3 separate regions of the Mus musculus genome follow, and all the other regions are linked to region 3. Evidence: chromatin contacts called from public HiChIP or PLAC-seq data. All regions are on one chromosome and are shown on one strand. The core of a region is the stretch at or near the end of the contact, and the rest is flanking DNA. Distances in the headings are between cores, read along the strand shown.

Region 1 (4,534 bases), core at 1,045-3,544, 480 kb before region 3:
ATTCTAGGAAATGAAAAAGAATATAAACACATCTAGAAATCGAGGCGGTCCTGAACTTTAAGGGTCGGGTAGCACTAGAAAAAGTGAACGTCAAGATGCAGCTCATGAAACATGGACACGCAAAAGGCAGCTGAGCTAAAGGCAGAGAGTGGACTTGAGGGGCCTCAGCTGCGCCCTTCTGGGCAGCCCTGAGCACTCTGCTCATCCCTGGGACCCCTGAAGGATAAGGGGCAGGGAAATCAGAATGGTGGAGACCCTGCAGACCTGAGAGCCTGTGGTCACGATCTCCTCCTGCTAGTGGAGTGACTTTGGCATACACTCACACTGTCTAAACTGCCACGTTCTTCTCTGAAAAGGGTAATCAATAATAATCCTTCCACGAAGGGATCTGTAATGACCAATGAGACAGCAGATATGCAAGAGCCTGGTGAACATAAAGCGGCTGTAACGAGGGGTAATATTAAAATAAGAAAAAGCACCTTCCCGAGAATGACTGCATGCGTGTGTGTCTGTGTGTGTCTGTATACATGCATGTATTATAGAGATTAATCTGAGAAAAAAATCCCATTGCCCAATCAATGAAAGCTTCAGGAAATCTGAAGATTGACAACAGAAAAGTTAGAAAATAGTTATATATCAATCTTGGCCCTGACTTTTGATAATCATGGTTAATAATCTCTACTTTCAGGTGTCTCTAGTGAGAGAAAGTTGGATGCAGTGACAAGGTGACTCTGAACAGGCATACAACATTAGGGACCCTGTTTGGAGGTGGGGTCCTGGCTTGTAGCTCAGGCTACCACAGCCGCCCTCCCATGTGGCCTATGGCAGAGACAAGAGGCTCACTCCACCACACCTGGCTAAGAAATTCACTCTAGGCCTCAATTGCCTCTGGAAATGTCTGAGATAGTTAGTGAATTCAAGACGTGCTTATAATAATTGGGAAAGAAAACACACACACACACACACACACACACACACACAAAAGTCATAGGCAATAGAGAAAGGCGGATAAGATATCTCAGTGGGTACAAAGGTACTTGCTACCAAGTCTGATGACCCAAGTTCAATTCCTCGACCCATAAGAGTAGAAGGAAAGAACCAAGTTGTCCTCCAATCTGCGCACGCACACGCACGCACACACACACACACACACACACACACAAAGACACACACACAATTTTAATAAAAGAAATATTAGTGGCTAGGAAGATTGCTCAGTGAATAAAGTGCTTGCTTCAAAAGCATGAGGACCCCAGGTCAGATCTCCAGCACTCTGACAAAATCCAAAGCAAGCGGTACAAGTGTAGAACCCTGGCACTTAGTGGGGGGTAGGGGGGGAAACCAGGAGTCCTGGGTTGGCTGGCCAGCTGGTATAGCCAAAATTAATACCCAAATTCAGTAGGAAGCTTTGTCTCCAAACTTGAGGTACAGAAGAATAGAATAATAAACCTTGCCCTCTGGCCCACACTGGTACATGCATAGGCAGGCATAACCATAGACACCCACTCACACACGTGCACATACCACACACATACACCAAGAAAATGCCACTGGTTCATTTGGTTACCCAGTGTATATTTTCGCATGACCTTGGCAATCTCAAATTCAAGTTTCACGTCTATTCTCCTCTTTACGGCTGAAGTGAGGGCTCAGTGGGTTTGAGTGTGTGGCCAAGACCCCTCAGCAGGTAAGGATACAAGGCAGGTGTAACACCAGGGAATGAATTACACCCAAATGAAGGCTACGTGTGGTGAAAGCTGTTACAAATTATTTCTTCTGAACTTCCTGGCCACCATGCAGAAGATAAGAAACTGGAACTGAACGTAAGTCCTCCCTCAGTGCCTCACAGCAGCACTGAGGGTACACACTACAGCATGCAGTTCCCTGGGCTCTTTCCCTACGTCAACCAAAAATGGTCCCCATGACAATATTTGAGGAGAGTCCCCTGAGCAGAACCGAGAGCAAAACTCATCACTATTCTACAAAGACCAGTTTGGGGACTAGCAGAGTTGCAGCCCTGACCCCAGGGCCCTAGCAATCCTCCTCCCTGTCCTGGCCTCTCTCCTCCCTTTACTGTGGCCCGAGCACTACATTGGCTGGCTTGAAGAGAGGAAATCAACTTTAGGGGCTAAAAAAAAAAAATCAAGTGATCCAGACATCCAATAGATACACAGAATTCAGAACACTTACTTTGTGTGATATATCCACAAGAAAGAGCCTTCTGGGCTAAGGACAAATAAGAAATAGAAACGTCATATACTTTTAATTCTCAGAAAGGCTTCACTGCAGTGGTTTTCCTTAAGCGTTTGGGTTCTCAGGGGATTCCCACAAGCATCACTGAGGAACAGAAGTGGGCACCCAAACACTCTCAATTCTTGTTTTTATTTGGGGGATTTTTTTCCCTCTTTCTCTCTTTTAAAGTCACCCAGCTGTTTGTTACATGACAGGAAGGTCCTCTTCCACCACAGTCCCAGAAGCTGGGCAATGAGGAAGGCGGGGAAGGTGGAAGCGCCACGGCCAGCCACCTCAGGCTGAGGATTCTTCCCCACAGGAAATAGCCGCCACATTCAGCTCAGATCCCTTCTTCTGAGCAGCCCCCATGGGTGTTGCTTTAACCAGAAGGCTAGGCCAGCTACAACTACTTTAGGGCACTAGCTCTCATCAGTCTTACACGTGCTAGGCAAGTCCTACACACCGAGTGCTGGGGCTCATGAAAAATATACAATGTAACAGAGAAGGCAACATACAGCAACATACATCCTGGCTAGGGAATTTGCCTGGGAAGAACTGGTAGAAAGCTAGTGTGGCCAGAGAGCAGCAATGAGCATAAAGAGTTGGTGTGGAGAACAGTTAGGAAGTGGGCAGTGGTCAAGGCAGCCATGGCTGGTGACAGTGCTGACCAGAGAGGCTACTGGAAAATGTGTGTGGTGGCTTGGTGCCTCTAATTCCAGCCTTGAGCAGCAGAAGCTACAAGTTTGAGGCCTCCCTGCTCTGCATAGCAATGACCAATGAGAAGTGTCTCAAAAAGACAGGACTTAGTGCCATACTGAGTAATTTGGTGCTGGGCAGAGGCACTGTGCCTAAACCCTATGGCTGACTTTGCTCATCCCATCGTTAATAGTTGTTTCAGATTCTACCAGGGTCTCTTTGGCTCTTATCTCCTCTCCCCACTTCCTCCCCACACCAGAGATCAAGCCTCCTCCCAGGGAGCAAACATCTGCCTTCCTGCCCTGTTACCTCCTCCAGCTTTGCCCCAAGATCCATACTCCAGGACAAAGCCCTAATGTACCTAGCTCCTAAATCAATGTATTAATGTAGTGCTTTGGTGAGCCTAGCCATGCACTGTTCCACGCAGTTGACACACAGTGGCTTTGGGAATCCTCACACCACTCTGTCCCCAGCCTTACTCTGGAGGGCAGGGGCAATCCATGAGTCTTCTCAAAGTCATTCTACTAATGAGGTGCAGAACCCCACATCTGAGCCTGTGGAGTAACTCCACATCTTACCATAGGAGGAGGAGGAGGAGACAATGAGAAGGAGAGGAAGGCAATGAGGAAAAAGGGGGAGACAATTAGAAAAGGGGGGACCATGAGGAAAAGAGGGCAACTATGAGAAGAGAGGAGAAGACAAGCCAACATTAAGAACACTACTTGACATTGGGGCACTATTTTGTAGTTAATGGTTGCCATCATGTCTTTAACAGCCTTCCTTCTAAATTTTACCATCTTCTCCTAGAATCTGCCAATGATATTCAGGCTCAACTGTCACTTTAGCAGCACTAATCCTCCAGGCACAGCTCAAAAAGTCACCTCTTCTGTGCCCTCCCTGATCTGATCCTGGCATGGCACTTGGCCCACAGAATGTGTTTTACAAATGTCTATGAATCTCTTTCCAGGGCAGGCAGTCTCTGCCTCCTTGTCTCACAGTCTCTCACGGTCTCCTCTCTACCTCAACTCCCTTCATTCACCTTAAATCACAGGCTCCTTATGCACGGAGCTCACCCAATCCATACTGTAATGCCCTATGGTGAAGGGCTCTATTCGGCTTTCATGTGGCCCTTGAGCACTCAGAAGACGGGAGCACTCTTCCATGGAGCCTGAGGCGGAGGATCTCAAGATCTAATACTACTTAGAACAAAGATATAAACCACTACTGACCACCCCACCCTGTTCCCCTGCAAGGCTGGCCCCCAGCAAGGCTGGCCTCCACTCTGTCATCTGCATAAAATGGCCCAGCTCAAGGACAGGCGTGCTGTAAGTAAAAGAATGGCTCACAGGCAGGCAGGCAACAGGGGCTCAAGTCCTCCCCAAACATGACCATAAACTTTAATTGAGCATTCTTGAGACTTGGTGTTGCCATCAACACACACACACACAGAGTCATTCCCACTTTGCGGAACCATTCTAAGAACAGGAGTGACACAGCCTGGGTATCCACACATGCTCAGTAACTCCGGCCACCTTCACCACCTTCTTTATCTCAATGGTTATACTAACCTGTAAGATTCCTTCTGGCTCTAAAACATGGCACTGGA
Region 2 (4,479 bases), core at 721-3,220, 400 kb before region 3:
TCATTAGGTTATAAACTATACTTTTACCTGCTGAGCCATCTTGCCAGCCCTGTCCCCCAATTTTAAGCACCCTTAATTGGTATGACTTGAATGCAAATGTCCCCCCAGAGACTCTTAGTCCTTGGCTGGAGGTACTATTTTGGAAGAGCATAAAATTGCTTTGGAAGTGGGTGAGGCTGGAATGGCAGAAGGAGGCTTGCCTCTGCTCCCCCAAGCCCTGGATTAAAGGCAAGCACTACCACATCTGGCAGAAAACAAGGTTCTCCACCCCTTAAACCAGCGCTGCTTCATTTTCTTTGCAGATGAAGGAACAAAGGCTCAGAAGATGATCTCTTTCCCCAGCACCTCATAGCAGAGAGCAACAGAGCTGGAACTCGAACCCCAAATCCAGATTCATTTCTCTGTTCCCCCAGACACCACAGAAGTAAGGCAGAAGTGTGGTTCAGGGTAGGGGACAAGGGACATGAGGTAGAGGCTTGGACCTGGGTCCTGGGCAGGCTGTCAGCAGAGCAGGGACCACACATTTCACCCCATCCCCAAATCCAGATTGCCTGCTTTTCTGCGTCCCCTTGACAACCCTTGCTTTCCATGATGACATTGGAAGCAGTTGGCCCAAGAGAGCAGTAAAGGAGGGAGGAGGAATTGTGGACATCCACTGTTCTCTGTGGCAACAGTAACTAGCTAGCATCCCTAGCAATCTTGCCACCCAGAGGCAGGGGACAAGCTAGCGCTCACCAGGAGCACCCAACAGACTCACAGAGATTTTCAGAATTAGCATCTTTCATAACCTGATCCTGCCTGGATCTTCACCCTCCTCCCAACTGGGATGCTCCAGAGGACAAGGATAACACAGAGAGAAGAGAAGGGGTGTGGTGTGACAGGCAGGACCTGCCTCCACCTGAGGCGAGCCCAGAATGCAGGAGAGGTGTGCCGCTTGTTTTCTGTCAACTTGACACAACCTAGAGTCATGGAGGAAATGGGCACCTCAAATGAGAAAATATCCCCAGCAAACAAGGCTGTGGAGTGTTTTCTTGATTAATGACTGGCATGTGTGGGTCCATTTCAGGGGTCCTGGATGCTATAAGAAGACAGGCTGAGCAAGCCATGCGGAGCAAGCCAGTAAGCAGCATTCCTCTAAGGCCTCTGCTTCAGCTCCTGCCTCCAGGTTCCTGCCTTGAGTTTCCTCTGCCTTGCTTGTACAATTATCGACTGTGGTTGGATCCCATACGTCGAATGAACCCTTGATGCCCTGTGTCGCTTTTGCTCCTGGTGTTTATAAACACTAGAAATCCAGGTAGGTCAACAGATATATAGACCTAATGGCCACAGCAAAGCAGGAAACAGAAGCCTTGGAAGGCATGTGACCTCTGCTGGCGACTCTCATTGTCAGCATGAAGAACAGCAAACCCAGTACAACCGTTTCCTGTGACTGTGTCATAGATCGATTACTCAAGGCTGGGTGGCTTGAAACCACAAGCATAAGATCTCCATTGCCAGGGTCAGAAGGCTGGGAAATAGCTGAGTTCTCTGGCAACTCGGAAGGAGATGGAAAGGCCTGGGTTGAGGAAATGTGTCACGTACATGAAGTCACAAGGCATTGTCACGAAAGGTAGCCACACACGGACCACTAGGTTTAAGTCGATGCAACCACTTCTGCCTTAGCTGCCTGTGTGTTCTCCTCCAACTCATCTCCCGCTCCCACACTGCTCCCTTGTTTCAAAGTCCCAGAATTCCTGAGTTGTGCCACAGACAGACACCTCTGATCGTTATTGTCCAGTCTCGTTTTTCATCTTGAACCGTGCACATACAGCATATCATGTTGGATGTCTTCTGGAACTTTCCTTTCCCCTTGACATCCTGTCTCTGAAAATCAACTTCATCCTTGCATCTGGTTTCAGTTCCTCTGTCTTTGCTGCTACACCAGTCACTGGTGAGAACCGGAAATAGGTACAATACATTGTAACGTATCCACTTGAGGTTTGGGTGTTATTTTTAGTATGCAAATCGGGGAGGGCTGTCAGTAAGCTCTCCTTTTGCCTAGTAAATGGGTGCCCAGAATGATTTTCTTTGAGTTCCCTAGTTTTACAATCTCGAGTCTTCAGCAAACCCACCAGCTAAGCATCCCACCTCCGTGAGCTCCTATGAGACCAGGTATTATTTTCTGAAGGGCATGAGCCACAAGACTGTTCTTCCATGAACTGTCTCCCTGGTGTCTGAGTTCCCCCTCCCTCTCCCCTCCTTTCCCTATGAAAGGTAATACCCTTAAAGAAGTTGGCCGTGGCTCTGCCCCAGCCCACACCCTCCCTTCTTATAACACAGTTGCCTCACTCCCCCTCTGCCTTCTCAGAGCCTACATTTCTACGCTCAGCTCACCACAGAAGTAAGACATACATCTCTATCACCCAGTGAGCCCTGTATCATAGCAGCTTTGGCTTGCTTGGGTGTTACTGCTGTCCCCACCAGGGATATGGAAAAGTTACTCTGGCAGCTACAACTCATGTCAGAGGCTCCCACCCACTCCCACGGGGACTCCAGCCATAAGACATATTATACGAGTCATCCTTGGGTCAGTCCTGCCTGCAGCTTCCTGACACAGCCAAGGATCTTGGCTAGTAGGAAGTGACTGATGGGGATCCAGCTTCACTGCTAGTGAACTAGCTATCCCCTGAGCCTCCCTGAGACTCTGCCACCAAGTTTTAGCATGTTGCTCTGTCACCTTCACTCACTGCCATTAGAGACCACCATAGAAGAAACTCCCTCCTTTGGGGGCTCCCCTCTGCCCAGCAGGAACTCTAATGGGCTAATGTACTGATATGACTCCCCCAGCACCCACCAGGACCAGGATGAGGACAAGTCCCAAGAGCAGCCATGCTGAGCACTGTCCAGCCCTGTAGCCGGGTCTGCTCCACGAGATGGGGGTGGGGATCCCTGTCCCCTTTGAAAAAACCTGAGTTCCTTGACATCCATCCTGTTGTGTTCCTGTCTGGCACATGGCATGTATGTTCGAACTTGGACTATAGACAGTGGTTCATTTCAGGCTACCCCTCAGCCCTAGCTAAGGCAGGCAGTGGGTATACCAGAGCTGAAGGCTGAACCTGGAGGAAGACATTGACTGAACATATTAAAAATGGGTAGAGACAGGACCCCCCAGCATATAAAAGTGATGGTCTCTTGGTCCCCATTTCCTGATGACCAGATATGTGTGTGTCTGTGAGTGTGTGTGTGTGTGTGTGTGTGTGTGTGTGTGCATAGTGGTAGAGGGGAGCTCACACTACAGCGTGCATGCAGAGGTCAGAGGACAACTTCATGGAGTCAAGTCTCTTTCCACATTTACAGGGTCCCAGGGATTGAATTAAAATAGTCAGGCTTGTTCAGCAGGCACTTTATCGGCCGAGTCATCTAACTCACCATTTTTATGCAACTGAAGGTGACAGATGAAAAAATGGCATTTGAAACCTTTATTAGTTCCTTATAAGCCTCAAGAGGTTTTGCCCTCATCTGAAGATAGCTGGGACATTTTCATGTCTATGTGACAGCAGTTTTGTGTACTCAATCCTGAGAGGGGACATACAGAATGTTGTCAGCCAGCTGAGGGAATGTTCTGTGTTGCCAGATCTCCTGTGGTCATAACTGTTGTGTGACAAAACCTTTTCCCGGGGAGATACAACACACATATCTGCTCACCCCAAATAAGGATCCCATGATAGCAAAAGTACAGATACCACTGAAGTGCAGCTTGGTAAACCAATAAGTGTTATTGGGGTTACTTACAGGAGGAGACATGACTCAAAGACAGCTGCATCATCAAAGCTCATCCTAGCACAGGTGACAGTTCACAAAAGCTAGAAACATGAAGCACACTGAACAGCCTGCAGATAACTCAACAAGTCGAAGTGTCCTTTCCAAGTAACTGATCTAAGCCTGGTCTAGGCAGCTCAGTTGGTTTCTGCTTCTTCCAGGCAGCTGGTCTGGTCTCAGAGTCTTCTTTGTTAGCTCAGCTTCTGTCAGTCTGAGAGTAACTTTGAGCTTTTAAACTTCATTCTGGCAGGGAAGGGCCTGTGAATCTGGTCTGTTTCAGGGACTTCCTGGAGCTGTTTTGAGTTGTTATCTTCTTGTTTAAAGAGCGACCCTGCAGGACAGAGTGTTTCAATCTCAGAGGAAACCGTTATGGAACGATGACTGCTCTCAGCCTTGGAGTCCTTTGTATGAGCAGAACTCCTATAAGGCTCTTAGCATCATGAGAGGTGTCTGATGTCCCTTGCATCCCTCCCACCATTTGGTTCAGACTAAACACACAGTGATGGGAACTGAGGATGTTAGGGTCATCTGGGACCTCACCATGCCATTCTCCATCCCCCTGCTCTATAACCTTCAAGAGCTCTCCCTTAGCGGCAGGATACACCAAAGGCCCTTTTGTGATGTTCTGGGCCCAAGGCCTGATCTATCTCTATAACCTCATTGATTTGTGTACCACTCAAT
Region 3 (3,919 bases), core at 297-2,796:
CCAATATATTTCCATTAATGACAGGTCCAGAGGAAGAGGCCAGGGAAGAACAACCAGTAAGGTAGCAGGGAAACAGGAGAATGTGAGACCCTTCGGTGTTTGCTGGGAAAACCCTCAATCATGCCTTGAACTCACTTGGGCATCCCCTCTGGGAGCCTTCAGTTGGACAGTTAACTCTCTCCCCTCATCTCATGTGAGCACTTGGACAGCATGATGTATACAGAGCAGGGATTATCTCTGTGAGTCTTTCACACTAACCGGAGCACCCCTTAGAGGCCCTGGCCTCGCCTTGTCCTTAGCTACATGGCCCACACCTATCTCAGGTCTCATCTCAGTGGGTACCCAGGGAATGTGATATATTGCAAAGGAAGAAAATAACATAGTCAGAGTGGACAAGGAATGCTTTACAGAGAAAGAAAGTCTTGAGCTGTACTTTGGAAGGTACTGAATATTGAAACTAGTGAATAGGAGTGAGCAGGCCAGGCTGGCAGAGACAGAGGACCAATGGTCCAACCAGGGAGGCACTGGTGACAACCTCTGGAGAGGAAGCAGATCTGGTGTGGAAGAACCAAGGTTGAGGCACAGGGGAGCTAGGCAGCTGGATTGGGATGCGACAAACACCAGGCTAAGGTCTTGGTTTCCAAACTTGATTCCAAACTTTTATCACCAATGTCCTAGTTAACATCAAAATGAGGATAGTTGCCGATTTACAGTAACTTCAAGGTTACTGTAGGTGGGTAGGTGTGATAACTGTTGTCAGAGTAATAAACACCCATATTCTCACTTATTAAGTGACTGCTGTGTATTGGGGGCTGTTTTACACAGCTCCCTCTTGCTGGAGTGTGCAACAACTCTGGGGTATGGCTACAAACAAGCTTGCTACTTATAGCTAAAAAAATCCAGACTAGAAAAGGTTGACTTGTCGAGCTCGCCAGCTACAGTTGCTGTAAGCAGGAGCTGGAAGAAGCTCAACCCAGTCCATCTGAGAGGGAAACCCCAGCCCTTGACAGCCCCTCCATCCCCCACCCCAATACACTGATTCTCAGCTTCTGCCTGGTGATGTGTATAGGCTGTGGGGTAAGAGAGAGGGTAGAGGACACAGGAAGAGGAGAATTATACTAGGCCTTAGGAAAGCTCTATCTCTAGACATCCAACAGGAGGGTCATGGCTAAAGACAAAATTAGACACGGAGAACAAGAAAACTATACAGTTCAAGCCACAAAGTGTGTTCCCTCTGTGTGTGTTTCTGCCACATGACTGTCTACACCCAGGCTGACCTTGATATTTAAGCCAGGGTCACACTGCTGCCCTCAAGACAGCAGATGTGAGGCTCTGTGGCTGGGGCTGCCTGGGCAATGACAAGGCAGAGGCTGAAATGACAGGGCAGCTGTGTTCCTCAGCAGCAGATTACAGGAAATCTGACCACAGCAGAGCCGTGCCAGCTGTTGCTTGGCCACCATGTTTTCCAAGTCATTACTGTGGTCATGGCTGGAACAGGGTCACAGTCACATGCCCCAGATGAGTGTAATTTGGTTGGCCAGGGTTTACGCTCTGTAACGCTGCCATCTGGCCAGGTCTTGCTACAAGCAAGAAAGACCTGCCCAGCTAAGAAATAACTTCCTGCACTTGTGCCGAGTCTCAACAGTATGCAAAGTGTTTCCTGTGTCATCCATGTCTCACAGGAGTTGGGTGCTGACCCTGTAAGGCAGGGGAGGAAGCTAAGTTCCTGAAGAGTTAAGTGACTTAGGACAGGTCACGTGGCAAATGGACATCAGAACCATACCATGGAAACCTCAAGGTCTGCCCGTGTGTCTAGAGCCCAGCTAACAGCATCCTGAAAGGTGATTCAGACAGAGCAAGCAGGAGTGGACTTGGCTCTGAGTAGGTTCCAAATCCTCTCCCTTACTGCGTATCCAAGGCACTCAGAGCAACAGATACCACTTGACACCTTCTTAAAGCCTCTTCACCTACATCACTTCCCAGTGTGCACACGTGCACGTGTGCACACACACATGCACGCGCACACACACACATGCACGCACGCGCGCGCGCGCGCGCACACACACACACACACACACACACACACACACAGGTGTGAGTGTGCAGAGGGAACCTAAGACACACTAGGTGGTGAGAAAGTCTCCAGTACTTACTATACCAGAAAGGGCTTCATTCCTAGCCTGTCTCATCACCCTGGAAGCGTTTAGCGTGTGGTCAAATAGTGGCAAATGGCCATGAGGTTCTGAGCCCATTTGCTAGCTGTGACCCTAACCAAAGCAGTGGCTCCTGATCTGGACTTTCAGCCCCTACAGCTGGCCCTACCCCAACCTTGGTGGCTGTTGTTGCCTGTCTACTGCAGGACACACACATAATGACCACCCGGTCCTCCTTGCTGGGCCTCTGTGGTTTGGTCATGCTTGCCTGGCCCCATGGGATGCTCTTAGAATAGCCAAACAGGCATGGCCACACTTGTCCTCAGGGATGAACCCAGGGTGTGACCCTCACTTTGTGGTGGCCTGGGTTGGGACTTCTTTGTTCTAGCACTGTCCTGAAGTCCTCCTCAGTAGCCCTTTCTAACCATCTCCTCACGGCTATTGCAAATACCTGCTTAAGAGCTGCAGGCTCAGAGAGCAGGATTGGCATAGGACCATGGATGGGACTCGATGGGACAATTACTACTTCTCACACTGTCTCAATCCCTGGCCAGAGGCTTTCACCTGATGATCCTGCTGATGGGGGCAAAATCCCTGAGTCTCTGGATCTGGAGCAACCCAGTGTGTTTGTGGGCTGGTCAGTAGGTGTCTATCTATGAGAGAGACATTGCTCTGACCCCTCTCTTCACTCTCATCCCTTACTGCCTTCAACCCTTCTAGCTGAGTCAGGAAACACCCAGATCTCCTTTGACAGAAAAAGTGATAAACTGTGTGTACTTATGTGGTGTGCACCAGTGCAAGCCAACCCATGCCACTAGCCCCAGCAATGGGCCAGACCTTTGGGCCATTGCCTGTGAAGGAGCAGGCGCTTCAGAAGGTGGGAGTCACACTGGGGCTGATATGAAGCTCGGAAGCGAGTCAGATAAGGCAGTGTCCTGTCTGGGGGGACATATATGCATGACCACATGTAGTTCTGAAAGTCGAGGAAATGGTCAACATACCATTCAGAATAGTGGTTATGTAGAGGATGGGTTGGGGAAGAGAATATGGAAGAACACACATCGGAGCTGGGCAGTGAGCTGGGTGTGATCATTACAAATATGTTCTGTGTTGTTCTATTCCTCACACATCACACACACACACACACACACACACACACACACACACACCCCACCCTCCACCCCACTCTCGTCATGCTATGCAACAATATGAAAGATTATGAGGAGAGGATCCCAGAAGTCCATCGTATCTTCTCTTGCCTGGTCTGACAGATCTGGTGACAGGAAGGGTGTGCCTCATAAGTGCCTAGTCTCCATGCCCCTGTCTTACCCCTGAGAGCTATGTTTTAAAAAGCTGTTTTACACCATACTCCATTTCCTTCCCTCTCACAAACTGGCTGGCTGCCCAAGACAGCTTTTGCTAGAGTCCCCAGGACAAGTGTCAGTGAACATAATGGACAGTTCCAGGAATAGTCTTGCCTGACATCCTGGCAATGTTTGAGGCTACAGGCCCATGCTCAGGTATTTTCTGAGCATCTCTTCTTTGGCATTTCCAACACATTACCCCTTGATCCATCTTCTCAGTCTCCTTTGTTGGTTGCCTGCCTCTTTCCATCCTCCTGTTAACTGGGGGTGTCATGGGGGTCTTGTCCATACCACCTCATGCCTTCAATCACGGCAGTGGATAACTTCCCAGTTCTTTCTCCAACCCACCAGTCTTTCCCAAATGCCAGCCCAAATATCCACCTGTATACTAACCTCTTCTTT

Evidence for each region. HiChIP or PLAC-seq counts read pairs in DNA pulled down with a chosen protein or histone mark.
Region 1: an H3K27ac HiChIP or PLAC-seq map of large pre-B cells shows a contact between it and region 3, with 5 times the contacts expected there. The contact joins two enhancer-like sites. A contact is called at or near these places in 1 of 15 datasets of contacts at CTCF or cohesin (large pre-B cells), 1 of 484 Hi-C or Micro-C datasets (embryonic stem cells) and 1 of 115 datasets of contacts at active chromatin or transcription factors (large pre-B cells).
Region 2: a contact with region 3 is called in an H3K27ac HiChIP or PLAC-seq map of acute myeloid leukemia, with 2.1 times the contacts expected there. The contact joins two enhancer-like sites. A contact is called at or near these places in 1 of 115 datasets of contacts at active chromatin or transcription factors (acute myeloid leukemia) and 1 of 9 other capture datasets (pancreatic islet).

What each region holds. Positions count from the first base shown.
Region 1 is chr2:35,414,282-35,418,815 of GRCm38.p6, forward strand. It overlaps Ggta1 (glycoprotein galactosyltransferase alpha 1, 3), which reads right to left. Exons shown (of 8, transcript NM_001145821.2): 5 at 1-3. Among named protein-coding and RNA genes, the nearest start is that of 4930402F06Rik, 19 kb to the left of the region's middle. Within about 2 kb of position 2,295, at least 50 of the 459 cell types and tissues checked have an H3K27ac peak or open chromatin away from gene starts, as enhancers often do.
Region 2 is chr2:35,494,186-35,498,664 of GRCm38.p6, forward strand. It overlaps Gm35260 (a long non-coding RNA gene), which reads right to left. Exons shown (of 2, transcript XR_374283.3): 2 at 3,737-4,129. Among named protein-coding and RNA genes, the nearest start is that of Gm35202, 7.1 kb to the right of the region's middle. Within about 2 kb of position 1,971, at least 171 of the 459 cell types and tissues checked have an H3K27ac peak or open chromatin away from gene starts, as enhancers often do. A contact at or near this core is called in acute myeloid leukemia, where this site is marked.
Region 3 is chr2:35,897,540-35,901,458 of GRCm38.p6, forward strand. The region is part of intron 4 of Ttll11 (tubulin tyrosine ligase-like family, member 11); the gene reads right to left. The region is part of intron 2 of Gm35396 (predicted gene, 35396); the gene reads left to right. Among named protein-coding and RNA genes, the nearest start is that of Gm35396, 16 kb to the left of the region's middle. Within about 2 kb of position 1,547, at least 91 of the 459 cell types and tissues checked have an H3K27ac peak or open chromatin away from gene starts, as enhancers often do. A contact at or near this core is called in acute myeloid leukemia, where this site is marked.